Linked DNA regions of Mus musculus: all the other regions are linked to region 1. Evidence: chromatin contacts called from public Hi-C, HiChIP or PLAC-seq and Micro-C data. All regions are on one chromosome and are shown on one strand. Each heading gives the region's core, a stretch centred on a gene start, on an enhancer-like site or on the middle of the called end of the contact. The rest is flanking DNA. Distances are from core to core; before and after follow the strand shown.

What was found. A called contact is a pair of places that touch in the nucleus more often than the background predicts. HiChIP or PLAC-seq counts read pairs in DNA pulled down with a chosen protein or histone mark.
Region 2: a contact with region 1 is called in an H3K27ac HiChIP or PLAC-seq map of embryonic stem cells, with 7 read pairs. The contact joins the promoter of Eps15 here to the promoter of Zfyve9 in region 1. A contact is called at or near these places in 2 of 39 promoter capture datasets (cranial neural crest and second pharyngeal arch cranial neural crest) and 1 of 115 datasets of contacts at active chromatin or transcription factors (embryonic stem cells).
Region 3: a Hi-C map of cerebellum shows a contact between it and region 1, with 2.1 times the contacts expected there. The contact joins the promoter of Coa7 here to the promoter of Zfyve9 in region 1. A contact is called at or near these places in 6 of 39 promoter capture datasets (cranial neural crest, hippocampal neurons, liver and 2 more), 10 of 484 Hi-C or Micro-C datasets (CD4 T cells, the HL-1 cell line, the N1E-115 cell line and 7 more) and 4 of 115 datasets of contacts at active chromatin or transcription factors (astrocytes, embryonic basal ganglia, embryonic forebrain and 1 more).
Region 4: a contact with region 1 is called in a Micro-C map of embryonic stem cells, with 5 times the contacts expected there. The contact joins the promoter of Osbpl9 here to the promoter of Zfyve9 in region 1. A contact is called at or near these places in 5 of 39 promoter capture datasets (the HPC-7 cell line, liver, pre-B cells and 1 more), 2 of 484 Hi-C or Micro-C datasets (Th1 cells and embryonic stem cells), 1 of 115 datasets of contacts at active chromatin or transcription factors (large pre-B cells) and 1 of 9 other capture datasets (liver).
Region 5: a contact with region 1 is called in an H3K27ac HiChIP or PLAC-seq map of extraembryonic endoderm stem cells, with 2.7 times the contacts expected there. The contact joins the enhancer-like site here to the promoter of Zfyve9 in region 1. A contact is called at or near these places in 5 of 39 promoter capture datasets (the HPC-7 cell line, HPC-7-derived erythroid cells, embryonic stem cells and 2 more), 1 of 115 datasets of contacts at active chromatin or transcription factors (extraembryonic endoderm stem cells) and 2 of 9 other capture datasets (adipose tissue and liver).
Region 6: a Hi-C map of muscle stem cells shows a contact between it and region 1, with 8 times the contacts expected there. The contact joins the promoter of Gpx7 here to the promoter of Zfyve9 in region 1. A contact is called at or near these places in 1 of 39 promoter capture datasets (liver) and 1 of 484 Hi-C or Micro-C datasets (muscle stem cells).
Region 7: a contact with region 1 is called in a Micro-C map of embryonic stem cells, with 4 times the contacts expected there. The contact joins the promoter of Tut4 here to the promoter of Zfyve9 in region 1. A contact is called at or near these places in 1 of 39 promoter capture datasets (cranial neural crest), 3 of 484 Hi-C or Micro-C datasets (all in embryonic stem cells) and 1 of 9 other capture datasets (adipose tissue).

Annotation. Positions count from the first base shown.
Region 1 is chr4:108,779,479-108,782,327 of GRCm38.p6, reverse strand. It overlaps Zfyve9 (zinc finger, FYVE domain containing 9), which reads left to right and starts at 1,489. Exons shown (of 19, transcript NM_001384118.1): 1 at 1,489-1,875.
Region 2 is chr4:109,278,925-109,281,773 of GRCm38.p6, reverse strand. Eps15 (epidermal growth factor receptor pathway substrate 15) reads right to left here and starts at 1,499. Exons shown (of 25, transcript NM_007943.3): 1 at 1,330-1,499. The coding sequence starts at 1,362. It overlaps Gm40225 (a long non-coding RNA gene), which reads left to right and starts at 1,451. Exons shown (of 3, transcript XR_868003.2): 1 at 1,451-1,752.
Region 3 is chr4:108,326,712-108,329,560 of GRCm38.p6, reverse strand. It overlaps Coa7 (cytochrome c oxidase assembly factor 7), which reads right to left and starts at 1,409. Exons shown (of 3, transcript NM_027250.4): 1 at 1,271-1,409. The coding sequence starts at 1,376.
Region 4 is chr4:109,200,761-109,203,609 of GRCm38.p6, reverse strand. It overlaps Osbpl9 (oxysterol binding protein-like 9), which reads left to right and starts at 1,338. Exons shown (of 24, transcript NM_001368727.1): 1 at 1,338-1,505. The coding sequence starts at 1,395. Gm46867 (a long non-coding RNA gene) reads right to left here and starts at 1,417. Exons shown (of 3, transcript XR_001784406.1): 1 at 1,361-1,417.
Region 5 is chr4:109,172,511-109,175,359 of GRCm38.p6, reverse strand. All of the region lies in intron 1 of Osbpl9 (oxysterol binding protein-like 9), which reads left to right. Among named protein-coding and RNA genes, the nearest start is that of Gm46867, 28 kb to the left of the region's middle. Within about 2 kb of position 1,484, at least 60 of the 459 cell types and tissues checked have an H3K27ac peak or open chromatin away from gene starts, as enhancers often do. A contact at or near this core is called in adipose tissue, embryonic stem cells and extraembryonic endoderm stem cells, where this site is marked.
Region 6 is chr4:108,405,322-108,408,170 of GRCm38.p6, reverse strand. It overlaps Gpx7 (glutathione peroxidase 7), which reads left to right and starts at 1,458. Exons shown (of 3, transcript NM_024198.3): 1 at 1,458-1,628. The coding sequence starts at 1,494. It overlaps Gm32297 (a long non-coding RNA gene), which reads right to left. Exons shown (of 6, transcript XR_003955247.1): 5 at 2,385-2,596; 6 at 1,624-2,055.
Region 7 is chr4:108,458,064-108,460,912 of GRCm38.p6, reverse strand. Tut4 (terminal uridylyl transferase 4) reads right to left here and starts at 1,503. Exons shown (of 31, transcript NM_175472.4): 1 at 1,274-1,503; 2 at 713-896.

The sequences.
Region 1 (2,849 bases), core at 240-2,739:
GTAATTTCCCCATGTCTTGTTACTATTATCCCATAATCTAAGGTAAGGCAAGATTGCTTATAATATTTTATAATATTTTCATGCAGGAAAAATGTGCTGGTTCTATTTTGATATCTGCTGTGCTGTAGAATGTCAAAGGATCCAGTGTACTAGGTTCTCCTCTTCAGAGGAGGATGTTACATAAATGCACGAGTGAAATTCAGGGAAATTTCACTTAGACCAGGATGATGAGAATGACCTTTTGATAGGAACACACACACACACACACACACACACACACACACACACACGCGCACACGCACACACACACACACACACACACACACAGACACACACGAGCGGGGTTGGGGAGTGTGGTGGGATAAACACACACAGATGGGCACAATCTCCAGATTAAGAATGACTAAGTAAGTGTTAGGGTGTTCTGGAATTAACAAAAATTGGAACTATAGGCCCGTCCTTCCATCCCCAACCTTCACAACCAGCTAGGCAGGCAGGAGAAAACAGAGGTTCAAAAATATTACATAACTTGCCAGGGTCATAAAACTCTACATGATGTAACTGGAACCAGTGGCATCAGGATCTGCCTGACACCAAAGTCCTTGCTTGTTCCAGTATAGCTCCCAGAAACAAAACCAACCAACCAACCAACCAAACAAACACAGTATTTGGGAATTTGAGGGACCAGGGGATTTAAAATTTTTTTTTTCTTTTTCCTATTTCCCTTCTGACAGTCTTTAGTTGTGACGTTATGTTAGCATCCTAGAGGCTGGGCAAGATCAAACAGGAGGCATTTGTAAACAAAATGACTGCATAGCCTTTAATATAACCACAACAATTTCCTTCTTTCAGAGTTTTTATCTAGGATTTGATAAGGGGTGGGTGACCCAGAAGTGGTAGAGGTGGTGGCCAGGGTTAAGTTAGTAAAAGGATGAGTCTTTTCTTACCTTTAAGTTGTTTATCGGTTTCAGGACAACCCGTTGGTTATTCTCTTCTCTTTGTCAGCGTTTTTTAAATTTTGTTTTGTTTTGTTTGTTTGTTTTTTGTTTTCTCCCCCCTACTTTGTAGGTAAGGATAGGGTTTAAGGAATTCTATAGCACATTTCTGTAGTGAATCTGCACAGTAGCTCCAAAAAAGTTGAGGTCAAAGATGATTCCTTTATCTGCTTTGGGAAGGGATTGTGCATGTGCTTAGGAAAAGAAAAAAGGGATTTGTTCTGGGTCACGCTCCTTTCATACTGACGCACTGAGGGAATTAAAAGGGACCCCCTGTCTCCACGAGAAATGAACCGAGATTCCCTCACATTCCCGCTCTCGGAGACGAGTGACGAAAGCATTCACATACCTTCTTGGAGGGAAGAAAAAGGTGCTGGGGTCTGACGGGGGTGGGGTGTGGGGGGAGCCGACAGCTTCCGGCTCCCGGGAAGCCGCGTCAGGGGCGGGCCACGGGCCGCGGGCGGCGCAGGGCGCACGGGGCCCCGCCACCCCCAGGCCGCGCTGCCTCGCGTTCCCTGCCGCTCGTGCCCGGTGCGGCCGCCGCAGTCCCGGCGCCGTAGCGGGACGTGGGGTCCAGGGGGCGCTGTGGCCCAGCGGCGCGGGCGGCTGAAGCGGCCACCGCGGCGGCGCCCGAGGCTTCGCCGAGCCCGTCTGCCTGCATCGCCTCGGTTGTCCCGCCGTAAGCTGCGCCCCCGGCCGCGCTCGGCCGCGCTCGGCCGCGCTTTCCCGGACCCGCGTGGCTGAGGCGGCTGGAGGGGCGCTGGGCCTCAGTCCCGGCCGCTGAGACCGCAGCCCCCTCAGGAGTGCGAGGCTTCGCGGCGGAGCCCCGCTGAGGACGAGGCTCTCGGCTGAGTGACGACCCCCGGGCCATGGAGAGGCGGTGAGTGTGGCGCGCTGCGGTTCGGGGCTCGTCTGCTTGCGCCGCCCAGGGGTCCTGGCGCCAGCTATTGGGCCGGGCGGACGGAGCGTCCTGCCAGTGCGGCCGCCGCGGGCACCCCGGAGCTCTGGGGCCTCGGCCCTTTCTCCGTGGGTCCCCGGGAGATTGAAGGCGTGCGGGGGGCGACTAGGCCCCGAGTCGCCGGGAAGCCCTTAGCCGGGCCTGGGTTCCGGCGCGGCCGGGTACGTGAAGATCGGGCTGGCGGCCGCACCGGTGCCCTTCGCGTTTGTCCCGGGCGGGGCCGAGCGTGCCTTCCTTCCCAGGGCCCTTCGAGCACATCCCGGAGGGAGGCAGAGGACGCTTGTTTGCAAACAGCTTTGGCTTGCCTGCTCCGCGTACTGAGTCCTGCGGAGCCACCCCCTGGGTGGGGAGTGGTGAGTATTGAGGTGCAGAGAGTGCGGGGCACTCGGAGCCCCTGGTACTCCAGGAGTAGCATTCACGCCTCCCTTGCTGGAGACACAGCCTTTTGCGTCCTTTTTTGAGGTGAAATTTCATCACCTGCCGCTAGCTCATCCTTTCCTCCTTATGTTACATCTTGTCTCTGAGCGAGGTCTGCTTTGGAGAAAGCCCCATCCCATCTTTGCTATGCTAAGTTTCCTAGCTACTCACAGTTAAAAAAAGAAAAAAAAAATCTTTTAGGAAGATGTCTTTTCCACCTTTAGAGAGACAGGAAATGTTTTAATGCCCCAGTCCTTGGTACAAAAATGTTTTACTCAAATAGAGAACGGATGGCAAGAAGATTTTAAATCATACTAATTACCCTAATTGCAAGGACATGCCGAAAATGGGATATAAACTCAGTTGTACAAGAAAAATGATTTGTTTTGTTCTGGTAAGGATGTAAAAAAAAGTTAGTGATTGTAGTTTGACATTACACGTCAGATATTGGGTGCTTCTTGTTTATGATAAATGTGATT
Region 2 (2,849 bases), core at 250-2,749, 500 kb before region 1:
CTGATCCCTGGCGATGAATAAACTAATATAGTGGTACAGTCCACTTGGGAGATGGAGGAAGAAGGATCCAAAATCAAGGTCATTCTTGATATTCTTGATTACATAGTGAGTTCAAAGCCAGCTTGATCTATTTGAGACCCTGTCTCAAAATAAATAAGTAAATAAAATTTCCACCCTGGCTCCTGGGGAAAATACTTTTTTATCTCCAAGTTCTTGGAAAGAAACACCTCAAAACCTCTTTATCATAACATAGAAATAATCTATTACCCAAACACATGCCCTACCTTATAAGTACAGGCAAATCTAGGCCAAGGAGACAAGATGGCAGGGAGCTATCACAGGGCAGGCTGATAGGCTGAGGTGGGCTTATACCAGGGAGTACACAGCCCCCAGCTATGGAGAAGGCAAACTTCTGGGCAGTGAAGATGAAAGGGACTGGCAGGTGTTTGGTACCTCATCCCTCCTGGGTGTCTTGAGATGACTACGCTTGGTTTTACAGAAACGGAGAACTCAGGTTCTCCTAAGTGAGTGATGTTTAGATGTATCCCTCGAGGATGGGGCTCTGAAGGAAGAGAACATTTTAATAATGATGATGATGATAAAGAGGCGAGACTCCGAGAACAGACTCCGAGAACAGCTTTTGGTCGAGATCGTCCCAGGACAAAGTTATCTCCCCGGTGGTTCCGGGCACCAGGGAGGAAAGAGGCGCCCCACCTGCAGAAGGCTGGCACCATGACCCCTCGGACGACGATCAGAGACGGCGCCCTCGCGGGTGGGAAAGTCTGCAAGGGGATCTGAGCAGAAGTGAGTGGGTCAAGTGCCCGGACAGGATGCGACTTCTGGAAGCCAGGCTGACTTGAGGGAACTGAGGGGAACTCGGCAGTCGTCGCTCCCGCGGACCGGAGCAGAGCGAAGCTGAGGGAACCCTGCCCCGCCGAAGTCGAGCCTCGCATCGCCCGCGGCCGCTGTCTAGCGTGAGCCCCACCGGAGCTCACCTGGCGGCCGTCAGGCCCGGAGGAGAAACTTGCCGAGAAGGTGAGCGCCGACGGGACCTGGAGGAGAGCGGCGCGGAGACCCGCGGCGGGGGCGGCGGCCGGGTGGGAGCCGCGCGGGGCGGAGCCGAGAGCCCGGCGACCCGGGGCGGGGGTGCGGCGGCCCCGGCTCGCCGCTCCCGCTCCGACTCGGGATGGCGCCCGCACTCCTCACACGCGCTCCCACCGTGCGGCCCGAGGGCAGCCGCCGCGCCAGCGCCCCAGAGCGGTGGAGGGGGGGAGGGAGGGCCGGGGAACCCCGGCGGGTCGAGCCGGGCCGACCGGCGGGCGGCGTTACCTGTGTCAGGGAGAGCTGGGCTGCCGCAGCCATGGTGTTTCCATCATGCACGGGAGGGGAAGGAAGGACGGACGGACGGGGGCCCGGGGCGGGAAGGAGGCGGAGGGACAGGCCGTAGGCGAGGCCGGCGGCCGGGCGTCTCCCCGAACTTCGACAACTTCCCTCCTCACGCCGCCCCGCCCCGCCCCGCCCCGCCGGCCTCACAGGCCGTGGCGGCGCGCAAAGCCCGGAGCGGGAGTCTGAGCCGCGGAACCAGGCCCTGACCCCGGCCTCCCTGGAAAACCCGGTGCGGATAGGGCTCTGGGGTGGACGGTCAGCGGAGGCGGCGCCACAGAGACCTGAGTTTAGGCAGGTCACCCACCATCCTTCTTCCTGGGCTGCTGTTTTCTGTAAAGTGCGGGGAGAAATTAGAACCATGTCCAGGTGGGTTGTGGGAACTAAAAAAGTAATGGTACTAAGTAATGACAGGAGCGGTTTAGTAGTAATAACATTAAATAATTCTGATTGTGTGTGATTCTGCACTAAATGCTTTTGTTTGTTTGCTGTTTGTTTAAAACAAGGTCTCTCTCTGTGTAGCCATGGCTATCCCGAAGCTCACTGTATAGATCAGGCTGGCCTCAAACTCACAGAGATCCACTTCCCTCTGCCTCCAGAGTGCTGGGATTAAGGAGATGTACCACTACTCCAGGCCTAAATACTTTTTTAAAAAATTGTGTGAATAGGGGATTTGAAACAGAAAGAAGTTATACAAATGAGGATGGTGAAAGCCAGCCAGGCATGGTGGCACATACCTTTAATCTCTGAGAGTTCCATGCCAGCCTGCTCTACATAGTGAGTTCAAGGACACATAGTAAGGCCCTGACTGAAATAAAAAGAAAAGGGCCTCCCCGAAAAGAAAAAACAAAACAAAACAAAACAACTCTCTTACCCGAAGTTTAAAAACTAACTAGAAAGCTGGATTACAAATCTTTCTACCTGCTATCACATTAAGAAGGCATGTAAATCCTTCTAAAGTAAAAATCTTGGGAGCAAGAAGGAACTGCTTGCCTTGCCTGCTCCCTGTCCTGCCTAGACTGTTTAATTTAAAAAAAAAAAAAAAAAAAAAAAAAAAAAGCAGGTGTAGGGCCACAGTGGAGTTCAGAGGTACAGTGAGTGCATAAAGTCCCATCTCAAATTCTTTTTTTTTTTTTTGTCTGGTTGGTTGGTTGGTTTTGGTTTTGGTTTTTTGAGACAGGGTTTCTCTGTATAGCTCTGGCTGTCCTGGAACTCACTCTGTAGACCAGGCTGGCCTTGAACTCAGAAATCTGCCTGCCTCAGCCTCCCAAGTGCTGAGATTAAAGGAATGTGCCACCAGTGCCCGGTTCCTCTCAAATTCCTTTTTGTCATAAATGCCACCTCTTGACAGAGTATTGTCTCTCCAAACTAGTGTTCATACTCTTTTGTTGACTTTACTAGAAGAGGGCAACAACCTCCTAATGACCTGTTTACATAAGTCTAACCACCCCCCTCAGCTCACCAGT
Region 3 (2,849 bases), core at 160-2,659, 450 kb after region 1:
CCTCCTCACTGCACATAAGAGTCCATTTCTGGGGCTGGTGAGATGGCTCAGTGGTTAAGGAAACCGACTACTCTTCCAAAGGTCCTGAGTTCAAATCCCAGCAACCACATGGTGGCTCACAACCATCTGTAATGAAATCTGATGCTCTCTTCTGGAGTGTCTGAAGACAGCTACAGTGTACTTACATATAATAAATAAATAAATATAGTCAATTTCTGACCTTTTATTACCTCTGCCTGGCAAAGACTTACAATGGTTCCTTTCCTCCTTCAAAGCTTTATTCAAAAGCCATGTCATTGGGCAGTGCCCTTCACTCAGTTCTTTTTATCACATTTCACTTACCTTAAAAAAACTTTTTTTTCCCTCGAAAAAACTAAAACAAAAAAAAAATTTTTTTTTAAAATTTTGTGCTGGATGGTGGCAGCCCACACCTTCTAGCACTTGAGAAACAGAAGCTTGCAGATATCTTAGTTTCAGGCTAGCCTGATCAACAGAAGGACAGTCAGGACTACACAAAGAATAACACCTCAACAAATTAATTAATTTATTAATTTGTTAACAGGCCTGTGGCTCATGCCAAAAACTCAGAAGATAGAGGAAGCAGTTCTGAGTCCAAGGCTAGCGTGGCCTACACTGTAAGTTCTAGGCCAGTCAAGGCTACATAATGACAGTCTCAAAAAAAAAAAGATTTAATTTTTATTATTTTAAATTATGGATGTGTGTATACGAGCATGTGGTGTGGTGGCAGCAGAGGCCAGAGGCATTGGATCTCCTAGAACTTTAAATGGGCTCCTAATTACTGGACCACCACTCCAATCTCCCTCTCCAATTCTTTTTTTGGGCCGGGTTTTGCTATGTAGTTCAGGCTAGTCCTTAACTCCTGAGTTCTAAGTGATCCTCCTTCCTCAGCCTCCCGAACGCTAGAATTACAGGTGCAAGATGCCAACCAATTCTGGCTCGCATTTACTACTAGCATATATTTCATTTATTTCCTGCATGTTAAATGATTCCCTCAAAGACATGTACACCGAGGTTCTACTTCACCCTCACACCTCCAGTCCTAGCACCCTAAACTTGACTACACAGCATCTAGCCTGAGGGCTCCGCCCTCCGCTGCAGGCCCCGCCCCCGATGCACTACAACTTCCCGCCCACAGGCCCGTAGTGACCCTGACCCGGTCCTTAGGCGTCCTCGGCCCGCCACGTGACCACGACTGCACCCCACGCTCGCTCCCCTCCCCTATGTCCCAGGCTGCGCAGTTGGCGCTCACCCTCCGGGTCCTTCTCGCGGTAGCATTGGTAGTGACACTCCACCTCCATGTTCTCCAGGAAGGACTTCACCTGCTCCTCGTCCTGGAAGTCAACCAAGCCCGCCATGATTCCGACTCCCACAAATCGCTTTGTGGCTCCACCCTCAGTTACGTGAGCCAGCCCAGGGGCGGGGCATGCCGGCGGCGTGCGTGACGTCAGCGCTCCTCAGTACGGGGGCGGGTTGGAAGGAAGGAGACGATTACCGCTTCCCATCATCCTTTGCGGTGGTAGCTCCCCACCCCCCCCACCCCTCCAGGCTTTTATTCTTCTTTTTGGACAGCCCTCTCCCAGGTTTCTGCGTCGGTTTATCTGAGGCCATACTGCCCCTTAATGGTTTTCTCCCTGTAGTCTGGATCAGCCAGACATTCTTCAGTTCCGGTTCTAAAGCCGACACAGCCGGGAGCTCAGGTCCCAGCCTTACCAAAGCTTACAGCGTTGGGCTGCAGCTCACCACCAAGTACTCTGAAGCATCGTAAAACAGAACTTGAAATCTATTCCGAAAGCATTCGTTCATTTGGGTGGCAAGCATTTTGAATACCTTGTGTGTCCCAAATATGGCCGGAAAAACCGAAATAAATAAATCTGTGCAATTGCCACGGGATGCCCTTATCTCTATATTCTTTGTAGACCCATCAAAATCATCCATATTAATATGACTGCGAGTTATGATTAGAACACATCAGTGGTCGGGATTATAGTGACAACATGGTCACTATAATAGTTTTAGAACAGCAGCATGGCGGATTGAAGCCAAGGAACACTATGAAGTCATATGATGCAACAGATCTTACCGAAGAGGTTTATTGGGGCAAGGAGAAAGGGAAAGGCCGATTGGGAATGGACTCATGGTTTTAAAAGCAGTTCCATGACACATCTTTCACAGGATAGCACAAGCTCTGCGTTACTCCAGAGCCTCTGGCTAAAACTGACTTTTATGTATGGCTTCTCCTGTTTTTCCTTTGATAGAATCTCACTTTGAGACAATCCTCCCCCCTCAGCCTACTGAGTACTGTTGCAGATACAAGCTCCCACATCCACCTATCCGTGTTCTTTTTATCTTGTTTATATCTGTAATCACTAGAGGGAGCCCTTAGAATACATGGTCCAGGATGAGAAGGCCTGACCTTTACTTTGGAGCCTCCCTCCTTAACCTACTCCTACTGGATACATCTAGAAGCTTACTTGCTTTGTTCTGTATAACTGAGACAGGCTGACTCCATGACAGGCTTCACATTGGCAGTTCAGGAGACTAGACATAAATCTCTGTTTCCAAGAACTGAGCAAGCCCAGGCCTCAGAAGAGGCCACACCACCTGGCCTCCAGGAGTTCCAGGATAGCTTGGAAAACAGTAAGCCATTATTAAAAAAAAATAATAATAATATTTAGGCTGAAGAAGTAGCTCATCTGTTGGAGAACTTGCCTGGTCCCTTGGGTTCAGTCTTCATCATGTCCTAAAACAGGCATGGTGCAATCCTAGCACTTGTTGAGGTAGAGGCAAGGGGGGTCAGGGTTCAAGGTCATTCTCAGTTGCATACCAAG
Region 4 (2,849 bases), core at 89-2,588, 420 kb before region 1:
TCTATCGATCTCTCTATATATACACAAATATATTCATTCTGTAAGTATTTTTACTCTAAAGATCCCTGACTAATATAGCAGGGGTAGAATGTTCTCCTGGCATGCACAAAGCCCTAGATTTTTCTCTACAGTAAAACAACAAAACAAAACAAGAAGTATATGAGTTCTTTTTGCCTGCATGCATATCTGTGTACTACATACATGTCTGGGGCCAGGGAGGCCAAAAGAGGATCACTGGGTTCTTCTTCCCCTTCTTTTTCTAGATTTATTTATTTATTTTATGTATGTGAGTACACAGTTGGTCTTCAGACACACCAGAAGAGGGAATCAGATCTCATTACAAATGGTTGTGAGCCACCCTGTGGTTGCTGGGAATTGAACTCAGGACCTCTGCAAGAGCAGTCAGTGCTTACCCGATGATGAGCCATCTCTCCAGCTTTCCCAATCACTAGGTTCTTAAATATAGAATTCTTTGGCCAGGTGTGGTGGCTCTCACCTTTAACCCAAGCCCAGAAGCAGACAGATCTCTGTGAGTTAGAGGACAGCCTGGTCTACCTATATATAGCAAATACCAGAACAGCCAAGGCTGCAAAAGAGACTCTGTCTCCAAAAAAAAAAAAAAAAAAAAAAAAAAACAAAAAACCCAACAAAACTTATGTTACAATTTAAAAAAAAGTTTTATGTAGCACCCACTACTCTCAAACTCATTATGTAGTCAAGGATTATCTTGAACTTACAAAAAAAAAATTTAGTTTTAGTTATATGTACTTTAGTGAGTATGTCTGAGTGGGGTGGGAATATTTGCTCCTAAGTGCTGGTACCCTCAGTTCTGATGGCCTGGAGTTACAGGCAGTTGTGTGCTCCCCTACCCTCCAGATCCTCTTGAAGATGTTTTTCTCTTATTCTCTCTGTCTGTCTGTCTCTCCCTCCCTCCCTTACACCCACCTCTAAACCCCCCTCCCCTCCGTCTCTCTGTCCCCCCACTCCCCTTTTCTCCTTCTCTCCTTTTTTTCTTTTCTTTTTTTTGTCAGTCTTACTTAGCTGAGTCTGGCTTTGAACTACCGATCCTCTGGTCTCCCAAGTGCTGGGATTACAGGTATCCACCTTCACGCCTGTTTTGGATAAATAATCTAAATATTCACGCTCGCTTTCTCAGTTTTCTGCCTCCATAACAGCCCGCCCTATACACAATAGGCGAAGAGAGAAAGAAACAAAGCATGCTTGACTAGGATTGCCAGGGGCGTGGGTCCACCAGCTGCACAGAGGAGCCGCACCTGGCCCCGCCCACTCACGCCCTGGTCCCGCCTAGGCTCTCGGAGACCCCGCCCCCTGCATGCCGAATGCCATATAGGCGACTGACGTCAGGCCGTTTGTTGTCATTGGCGGCTCCCAAGATGGCGTCCATCGTGGAAGGGCCGCTGAGCAAATGGACTAACGTGATGAAGGGATGGCAGTATCGTTGGTTCGTGCTGGACTACAATGCAGGGCTGCTCTCCTACTACACGGTGAGTGGCTGAGGCCGCGCTGCTGGGACGGCGAGCTACGCGGAGCCGGGGCGGGGGTGCTCCGCTGAGAGACCGCCGTACGCGAGGTTCCCTTGTGGAGGAGGGCTTTGCGTGCGGGTAGCCAATGACCAGAAGGGAGATGCGGACCCAGCCAGTGAGCAGCGCCGGCCGGCTGATTTATGGGCCGGGGGCGAGCCGGGTGTCTCAGGGAGTGGTTCTGTGACTAGGTAGGGTCTGCGCTGAGACGAGGTACGGGTGGGCGTAGTCCCGGTGTGGCAGGTCAGCCTAGCTGTCCACACTGTGCGTCTCTCCTGTCCCCAGCCCGGGCACTGGCCGCACCCCTTAGCTTCCCTCCAGGGCTCGAAGAGCGCTGCCTTCTCGGAGCAGTGGTCAGAGGAACCTGGCCAGGTCCAAAGGTGACCCGCGTCCACACCGTGGGCTCTGAAATCCCATCAGTCTGTCCAGCAAGGCTGTCCTACTGTGGGGATGCACCCCTCTTTCCAGCGGGGCACGAGTGTAACGGACTCCGTAACTTTTGAGAGCAGAGGATTCCCTCTGCGCGAGTCTTCTGGTTGCGGAGATGTAGAAAGAGATGGTGCAGTTGCCCTGAAAGTTGTGTTCTGGAGAGGACCGACTTCGCTGTTGTTGACGCGAGTTAGTGGCCCAGGGTAGGTAGATGAAATGCTGTGGAGCCTATGTTCTGACCGCCTCTTCCACCTCCTTCGCATTAGAAATGGAAGGTGGGCGGTGTTGGAGAAATTACTAACGGGGCCACTTTCTTTGAGCTGTATTGTTAATAATAGCCCGTGAGAAGAAGAAAAGCACCCAGAAGGACAAAATATAGAATGTCTTGAAGGCTTTAGAAAATGATAGAAGAAAAACGAAGAAATACGATTATGGGAGAAGAGTTAGTGTGGATGAGGGAAGTAGGGACACATAGTTATTCATTCATTTAAAAATATCATTGAGTTCCTGTCCTGCGGGTCTTCATTCCAGCAAGAATCGACAGCTGTGTAGACGCTGCCTCTCTTCTCGAGCTTTTAGTGTAGTCTAGTGGGCACCTTAATTCATTTACTCTTAATAAATTTGCAAGGTAGGTATTCATTATTCCCATTTAATGCTCCCATTTTACAGTTTTGGAATCTGAGACTCCAGGCTTTTAAGTAATTAGCTCAAGATCACATACACAGCTGTAAGTGGTGGAGTCAGGCTTCCCATTAAATTTCTCTTTTGCTACAGGAAGTAGAAAAGTACATGCTGTTAGGCAGGTCTGCCAAACTACAAGCGTTGGTCACCTTTATCATTCTTTGGATATGAACTTATGTTCTCTGTGTCTTTATTATT
Region 5 (2,849 bases), core at 235-2,734, 390 kb before region 1:
CAGCCACCTCATTTTATTAAACTGTGCGGTCTATAGTACCTTCTTTATCTGTGGATATGTGTGTGTGTGTGTGTGTGTGTGTGTGTGTGTGTATTATATATATTCTTATAACTAACTCTAGAAATTATAGGGAATTGAAATTATTTTGTACATTTAAAGAATAACTTTCATATAAATGGTATCTGCAGCTTTGGAGCCTAAATGGAGAATATTTTGAATGTTTCTTGATTTAAAAAATTTTATTTACTATAAATGGTGTGTATGTGTGTGTTGTATAGCAGATGTGTCCAAGGCATAGGCTTGAAGACTACTTTTGGGAATCAGTTCTCTTCTCCCACCAAGGGATCTAGGTCAAGTTGTAGGGCTTTTGTAGCAAGCAGTTTTACCCACTGAACCATCTTGCTGGCCCTTGAAGATTTAAAAAAAAAAAACTTTAAAAATTTTATTTTATGTATATGCTTGCATGCACTTAAGTACCTGATGTGTACAGTGCCCATAGAGGCCAGAAGAGGGTGTTCAGTCCCTGGAAGTGGAGTTACAGTGATTGTGAGACACCATGTGGTGCTGGGGACTGAACCCAGGCTCTCTGCAAGAGCCACCCGTGCGCTTAGGCTCCAAATCATCTCTCCAGCCCCTATGGATGGCTTCTTAAGTGGAATCCTGAAGTTCATCTAAAGTAAGAAAACATAGCCTCAGACTAAAGCGATTCAGAACCCCTGTTGGGCAACAGATTTAATACATTGAGCTGAGTGGTTCTTACATGCTCTTAAAATGACTTTCCTATTCCAGGATATAATTTTCACACTCCACTGGGAAAGAAAATATTTGTTATTCTTTGAGATCAGAGAAAAATGAAAAAATTAATTATTATGACATGCTCTACAGCTTTTGATTAGAACGCAGAGAAATCCAGGGAAGTTTTATTTCCCCACAATATTATGAAGGGAAAGATTGTCTTTTAAAAATGGCTTTTTGGCAGGAATGGTTATAATGTAGTCCAGGGCCTCAGCTAGAATTTCCTGAGGGTAAGCAGGATTAGCTTGTTAAGGAACCTGGAACATGGGCAGGCACTGCAGGCAAGAGAACAGTCTGTCAAAGCCCTTAGGCATGAAGGACTGGCTGGTTCAGGGAGCTGGAAAGTCAGGCTGGGCCACAGGAATGGTGGGAGCTTTTGGACTGCAAGATTATTTTGTTCTGGTTTGCTTGACATATTTATCTTTATTTTGAAACAGTCTCCGTATGTAGCCCAAGCTGGCCTGGAGCTCGTGAGGATCATCCAGACCTAGACTTGAGAGCAGTTGGGCTGGTCTCGATAACAGAGTTCAGGGGGCACCACCTGGAGTGTTCCAGATTATTGTGTTCCTGAAGAAAGAATCCAACAGGCTCGGGGAGATATTAACAGGCAAAGGAGACAGCTTACTGAAGAAGGAGCCGCAGAGGGGTGGTGCCGGATGGAGCTCAGGTCCCTAGTGTGCTGCCAGTGCCTTACCCAGGAGCCAGCAAGCTTCACTGCTGCAGCCCGGGCCCCCACTCTGGATCTCTGGATTCAGAGTTGCTCTCTGTCCTTGCTCCTTTGTGCTTTCTGTGCTCTTGTGTTTGGATTGTTTGTGTGAGACTATTTTTTTATCGTCGGTTATTTTGTAGAATGCTCCATATTCTGATTCGCCTGAGCAGTTCCTCAGCTATTTGTGTAATTGCTTCCAGTTGTTTTAGTGTTTTGTAATTCATAATCCAAATGGAAGCAACATCATTGGCCTGTCTGGCCTTGTGTCTTGTGATTTTAAAAACTGCTTTACAATGCAGGCGGCTCAAGGATGAAGGAGATGGGGGAGGAGGGGAAGGGAGGGCAGGGAAGGGAAGAGGAGAGGAGAGGAGAGGAGAGTGTGTATGTGAATAGCTTTGCATTCTAATCTCATTGGTTGTATTCTAACCTAATGAATGTTTTTGTATCATGTCTTTATTGTTTTGGAGAGAAGATAAATATAGTTCCATAAAAGGGCTATTAAGTGCTTAAGAATGCCTCTCTTAGCAATGCTTTTATTAGTTGCCCTATTAGTAAGGAACTCTTTGATCATGCCCGGTATTTTCCCCCTAAATTATCTATCTGTGTTTGCAAAAATAAAAGCAGACTGTCTTCAGAATATCAGCAATCACTTCTGAACATGAATTCCCATCGCTTAGAAATTTGGAGGTTATAGGTGTCTGGGGCTTCAAGCAGGACAATTGTACAGTCACATGGAGTCTGCTTGTTTTGATTTTTTTTTTTCATACAGGTGGGAAGTGGAAAATATCAATTATTCTACAAGTATTACATATGTATTACAATCCCTCTCCTAGATTTTACTTAGGGTGGCCAATTAATTTCCAGGAGCATTTATTTCCTGGATGTCAGCTCTATGCTTCCTGTAACAGCCTGAGTTCCACCCAGGCTAGTGAGGGGACAGAAGGGACAACAGTGTCTCACCAGGATATGCTTTTTGAGCACCTAATGTATACCAGACACTGCACTAGAGCATACAATAAGCCAAGATAGACTTCTCACCCTCCTAGGAATGCCCCAAAGGCTGTACATGCCCCAATCAAGGAACACACAGGAGGCTGGGCACTCAAGGGTGAGAATCCAGACCAGATGGCTAAGGCACTTTGATGAGTGGCTGCAAAACAGAAAAGGAGACATGACATCTGGGGATTGCACGGAAAGTGTGGTCCCTCCCTCTTGTCCTCATCATGGGGAGAGATTCTTACACTCAATGCTGGTCTGTAGTGAAGGGACATGGAGAGGGATAGACATTGCAGTGGCTGTGTGCACTGAGGATGTGTGTAAAGTTCTGTGTTCAGGTTGGTTTGAA
Region 6 (2,849 bases), core at 209-2,708, 370 kb after region 1:
CTGTCTGAGTACCACAAAAAAGCCAGAGGGATCTATCTGCTATATGTGGGCCTCACTAAGATGCTTTAGCTAATAGTAACAAACAACAACAACAACAAAAAAAACCCAAAACTTTATTTCTTAGTTTAAGGCTTGTAATTTTTTTTAATACGATGTCTCCCTATTAAGTCACACACAGCTGGCCTGGTACTATATAGACCAGGTTGCCCACTAACTCAGAGATCTGCCCGCCTCTGTCCTCCAAATGCTGGGATTAAAGACATTGGCTATCATGTAGGGCAAGCCTGTAAACTTTATTGTGGCCCTCGGAGGCTGTGTGGCCTCACGACTACCTCCCCTCCCCCACCCCCAAGCGTACTTTCATGTCAGCCAAACTAGTCTTTGTTGCCCATTGTATCATGTTTCACTCTCCCAGGAGGCCTTGTACAACTTTCTGCTTTTACCTGAATAATTTCTATTCATTTGTCAAGAGTTCAGTTCAAACCTCCTTTCGTTTGCCCACACACAACCTCGACTTTATTAGGTGGTACTGTACCGGCCACAACTGTAGTTTTGGAGTTAACTGTAAAATTTTTAGTGTCCTATCTCCCTCTGAATAGGAAGCCCACATGTTTTCCCTCACTGCACGGGGGGTGGGGGTGGGGGGTGGGGGGTGGGGGGTGGGGGGCTAGAGCTGAACTTGGCATAGAACAGGTACTCCAAATGTGTGTTAACTCATACTAAGTCGCCACCGGATGCTTGGCCCTTTATGGGTGTCATAGACGTTTTTCTGCGCCTGGGAAACGCTGTAGCTTGCTATTGAGATCTCTTGTCACTAACTTGAGATTGCAGCTGCTACCCACGTTTGTGTCCACAAAGAGCTTTTAACTGTCAGCTGCTGGAGATACCGGGCCTTCTTGGCTCCTGCTGCACCTCCAGTAAGGAGGCAATAATCCAGTGACTGACTAGATAGGCAAGCTCTCCTAACCCCCATGCACTGCTGGAATCCAAACCGCAGCAGACTTGTCTCCCACACTTGTCTGACTTTGGGGAAACACTACATCCATTAACCTAAAGTTTGTACGCATCGTTCAGCTATCAAATTGTTTTCCAGCACTTTCCCGTTACAGTCCAGTACTCCCAATTCTACACTAGGTAATATTCCCGTAAAGAAACTGGGGCTCAGAGTGGTGGAGCGATCCGCCTAAGGCCAGGCACTAGAAGCTAATCCTCACAGATTTTTCTCCGCTATCTCCCTATTAAGTCTCTGCGCCCTGAGCTTGAGTTTGAGCGAATTTTGGTCTCAGCCTCAAGAAAACAGGATCCTGCGATCTGAAGCTAACCAGCGCAGAGCAGCTAGGGAAACTGAGGTCCAGAGCCGGGACTCTGCGCCTGCAGAGACGACTGAGAAGGGGGCGCGTCCTGCCCAGCGGGCCGCCTCCTCCCGCCCCACACGGCGGGGTCCCCTCCGCCTTGTCTTTGCCCTCGCCAAGTCGCCACCTCGGGAGTGAACCATGGTTGCAGCTGTGGCGACGGCGTGGCTGCTCCTGTGGGCCGCGGCCTGCGCGCAATCCGAGCAGGACTTCTACGACTTCAAGGCGGTCAACATCCGGGGCAAGCTGGTGTCGCTGGAGAAGTACCGTGGCTCGGTGAGTGACGATTCCTTGCGGGCCTGGCGCGGAGGGGAGGGAGGGGCTCCGTGGGGATGCTACTCTCGGGTGTGCCACAGCTCGGACACCACCCTGCTCATCCCAGCCGCGAGATCGGTGCAACCGGCGCTCCCAAACCCTTGCCCACTCAGGCCTGCGGCTACGTGGCACAGCTTAGGAGCCACCCGCGCTGACTGCGCTCTGCGAGGCTCAGGATCTCACCCGGAAGGTGAATGCCCTCCGCTCTCCGCTTTGCCTCTCCCAAGTGGAAAAGAAACCCTAGCCTTTATGGCCCTTTGCCGGTCCAGTCCAGCTTCTGCTCCTGTAACAGTGGGTCCAATGAGAACGCAGAGAGACAAATGTGCAGTGGAGGGAGTGACCATCAAAAATGGACCTTTTCATGATTCTTAGAATCCACCCTCAGGCCCTGAGAGCAAAGATACAACAGTGGAAAGCAATCCAAGTTGTAAGAGAACCCCCTATACACCCTTCCCATCCTTGATCCTCCTAAGACCCACCCCTTAGAGGGCAGTTGTGATGGAGTTGCTAATGGGCCTGCCCTACTCACTAGGCGAATCACAGTAAGAAGGAAGTGTGTCAGGATTGGGTCTTTTAAATAAAACTTGAGCAAGACAGATCAATCCAGACAGAGAGAGCTGGCCAAGTCCAGACACAGAAGCAAAACAACAAGAAAGGTCAGGGTGGACCAGGGATTTCAGCAGCGGGTACTTGAGAGATACAAACTGCTAGACTAACCGGTGTTAGATGAGGCTGACTGCCAGGGAGACTTTGAACTGTAAAGTTCAGAGACTCTGGTGCGATGAAGAATCTTCTCAAGAGAGGAGCATGGTAGCACACACCTTTAATCCCAGCATGCTGAAGGAAGAGAGTCTGTGAGTTCAAGACCAATTTAGTGTCTATCTACATTGGGCGATCCAGAAAGCCAGGGCTACATGGTGAGACCCTATCTTTAAAAAAAAAAAAAAAAAAAAAAAGGTAATTAATTAATTTTTAAAAATCCTTCAAAGAACCTTTTGTCTCTTGAGTTGGAGTTGGAGATCCTGGTGTGAAGACTGCTATTGAACACTAACTGACTTGTGACCCCATCATCCAGAGTTGGATGGTTCAGTAGGCTTTTCTTGCAAGCAAGAGTATCTTTAGGGGCAAAACTATTCTCAATAGCCTTGTTGTTCTCGATTACACTGAGAGTCCTTGCCCTGA
Region 7 (2,849 bases), core at 254-2,753, 320 kb after region 1:
GTCTAACCACCTCATTCTTTTGTAATCCTGATATCAAAAGGATCAGAAACCACTTGCGAAGGCGTGCGACACACTGGGGAAGTGCTGTCTGTTTACAAATACGAATCTCACAGTTACCCACGTCAAAAGCGCGCAGTACCAGCACCTCTCGACTGGGGGGCGGGGGACAGAGACGGCGGGTGAGCAGGAAACGAAATCCACACAAACCTACCTCTGCTCCCTCCCGACAAGGACAAGCCCGGGGGATGGCGGGGAGGACACGCTGTGTGTGTGTGTGTTTACAAGTGTATATATACATACACATACACAGGGTGAAAGAAAGGCACACAATACAGACAAACACGCACTGGATCTAAGCGAAGGCTAGACCAATCCCGTTAACTCAGATACTCCTACCCCGTCTACAACAGGTTTCGGTGGCCGGACGGGCGCCCCAGCTTTCCCTAAGGTCGGCCCCCCAAAGCCCTCCTCAGGCCGCCCAGGCCGCCTTCTCGACTTCCCTCCTTCCCTCGGCTTTCCCCTGGGACACCAGAAGCCAGTTCCAGCCCAGGAGGAAGTGCCAGGCCCCGAGGGGGCGGCGGAGACGCGCTCCGGCGGCGCGGACACCTGCGAGGCGCCGCACCTGAAGGGGACAAGCTGGGGGCCCCCGGGCTCAGCGGCCGAGCACACCCCCTCGGCAGCCCGCGCAGCGCGGCGGCCCGCAGCCCCGTACCTGAGAAGCCCGCGAGCTACAGGCGCGCGCGACGCCTCCTCATCTCAGAGGCTCCGGCTCCCCCTCCGCCTCCCGCCGCCGCTGCCGCCCCCGTCGCCGTCGCCGCCGCCGCCGTCGCCGCCGCCGATGGAGGCCAGGACACGACGAGCTCAGGACTCCACCGCCATGTCCGCCGCGCCGCGAACTGCATTGTGGGGGGGAAGGGACGGGGAGGGGGAGGAGGAGGGAGCGAGAGAAAGAGGAGGACCCGCTGAGGGGAGGGGGCTGAGGGAGAGTGGCGCCCGGCCGAGGGGGGAGGGGAGTCGGAGGCTCTCCCCAGCCTGGGATCCCGATTGGGATGGGAGGAGATAGCCTCGGAGGCGGGGAGCAGAGCCTCCCAGAGCTGGGTTCAGGGGCTCCCTCTTCTTTAATTCTGGGGATCCCCCCCAAGCACCCGTCAAACCTCGGCGGAGGAGGGGGTAGACCGGGGGGCGTGGGGGGAGGGGCTTCGTTCCGGGGCTCGTGGCGGTCGCCCGGAAACAATGAGGAGGGGATGGAGGTGGGAGGACGGCGCGCACACACCCGCGCTGAGGAGGGAGAGCGGGCGAGCGCGCGCGGGCTCCGATCGGCGCCCGAGCTGGGGGCGGGCGGGCCCCCGAGGGAGAGAGGAAGGGAGGGAGGGAGGGAAAGGGTCGGAGCTACCCGCGGCTCGCTGGCTGGAGCGGGCCTGCAGGGAGAGAGAAAGAGAGAGAGAGGGTCCTGCGGTCCAGCACGCCGACGCCGGGAAGCGGCGCGAGGACGCCGGCGAGCTTAGGGTCGCGTGCACCGTCGCGCTTCTCACGTCAGGCTCCCTGGCTGCGGGCGCCTTGCCTGAGGCCCCCGGGCGGGAAAGGGGGCAGGTTGCCTAGCTGTGCCCCAGGGAGAGGCCGTAGATGTGCAGGCTCGGGCTTGTCACTGTCCGACAGCCCACGCATTTCTTGAATCCTCCGCGACCATTCCTGACTTCTGAGCACTGTCGAGCAGCTAGCAGGAGGGAGCCCCCCACCCCTTCACCCTTGCATCCAGTCCAGTTTTGCATCACCTCAGGACTAACAAAGCAGAGAAATCTTGAGAAATAGTTCGAAAACCATTTCTTTAGTTTCAGGTGGGCATAGAAACAACTACCAAGAACGGCTTCCCTCCTTCCTCCTTTTTTTTTTTTAAATGTGTTAGCTTCCTCTCATTTAAATTTACACTCATGGAAGACTAGAAGGCTTTGTTAGTTTATTTTAATGACACCCCCCCCCCCCGCCCTCAAGCCTCGAGATTATTATTTGACCAGTCTCCTACTTCACTCAGAGCTGGTCAAATCACACAACTGCAGTCCTTGAGGTGGATATTTACTAGGCAGAAAAAGTGTATGGCACTAAACGTGGGGTTTTATAAAGGGAAGCAGCTGAATCTTAAATATTTACAAGGTAATGACAAATTTTCTTGTGACTCACAGACCAGAGCTGCTAAGAGGCTACAGAGAGGCAATTGTCTCTGCAGAGTTCATCGACTTCCTGCTACATCCCAGAACTAAACACCTCTCACATGATATGTCCGTCAGAATCCCCAAAGCTGAACAAGCTTAGTGAGAAGGGACCAAGCATTGCCAACTTACTTCTAGGCATCGAGCTGAGGAGGCTTCATACACTTAACCACCTAATCTTCATAATGATCTTGTGACAATAGATACTATGGCTTCCATTTGCAGAGGAGAAAATATGCTCTGACAATCCCCTTCCCCCTGTCTCTGACTCCAGCAGACCCAGGAGCTGTGGATAGAGGGTAGCCAGTCAACCCTTCCAGCTTGGGGCGATTATCAAACTAATAAAAAATCCAGAGTTGCCTCATCTGAAACATTTTTAAATGTGTCCAAACTTCAGAGAGATAAGGTAAAGAACAGAAGAGGAAATGAAAGTGAAAACCGAATGTTAGGTGTGGTAGATTACAGCTGTAATATCAGCATTCTGGAAGCTGGGGCAGGATGATCACCAGGTCAAAGCCAGACTCTGTAGCCCAGGCTGGCCTCGAACTCAGAAAGCCGCCTGTCTTTGCCTTGATCTCTTTAAAAATAAAAAATAGACTTATAGCTTCCACAATAACATGTTCATTTTTTTGTTTTGGCTTTTTT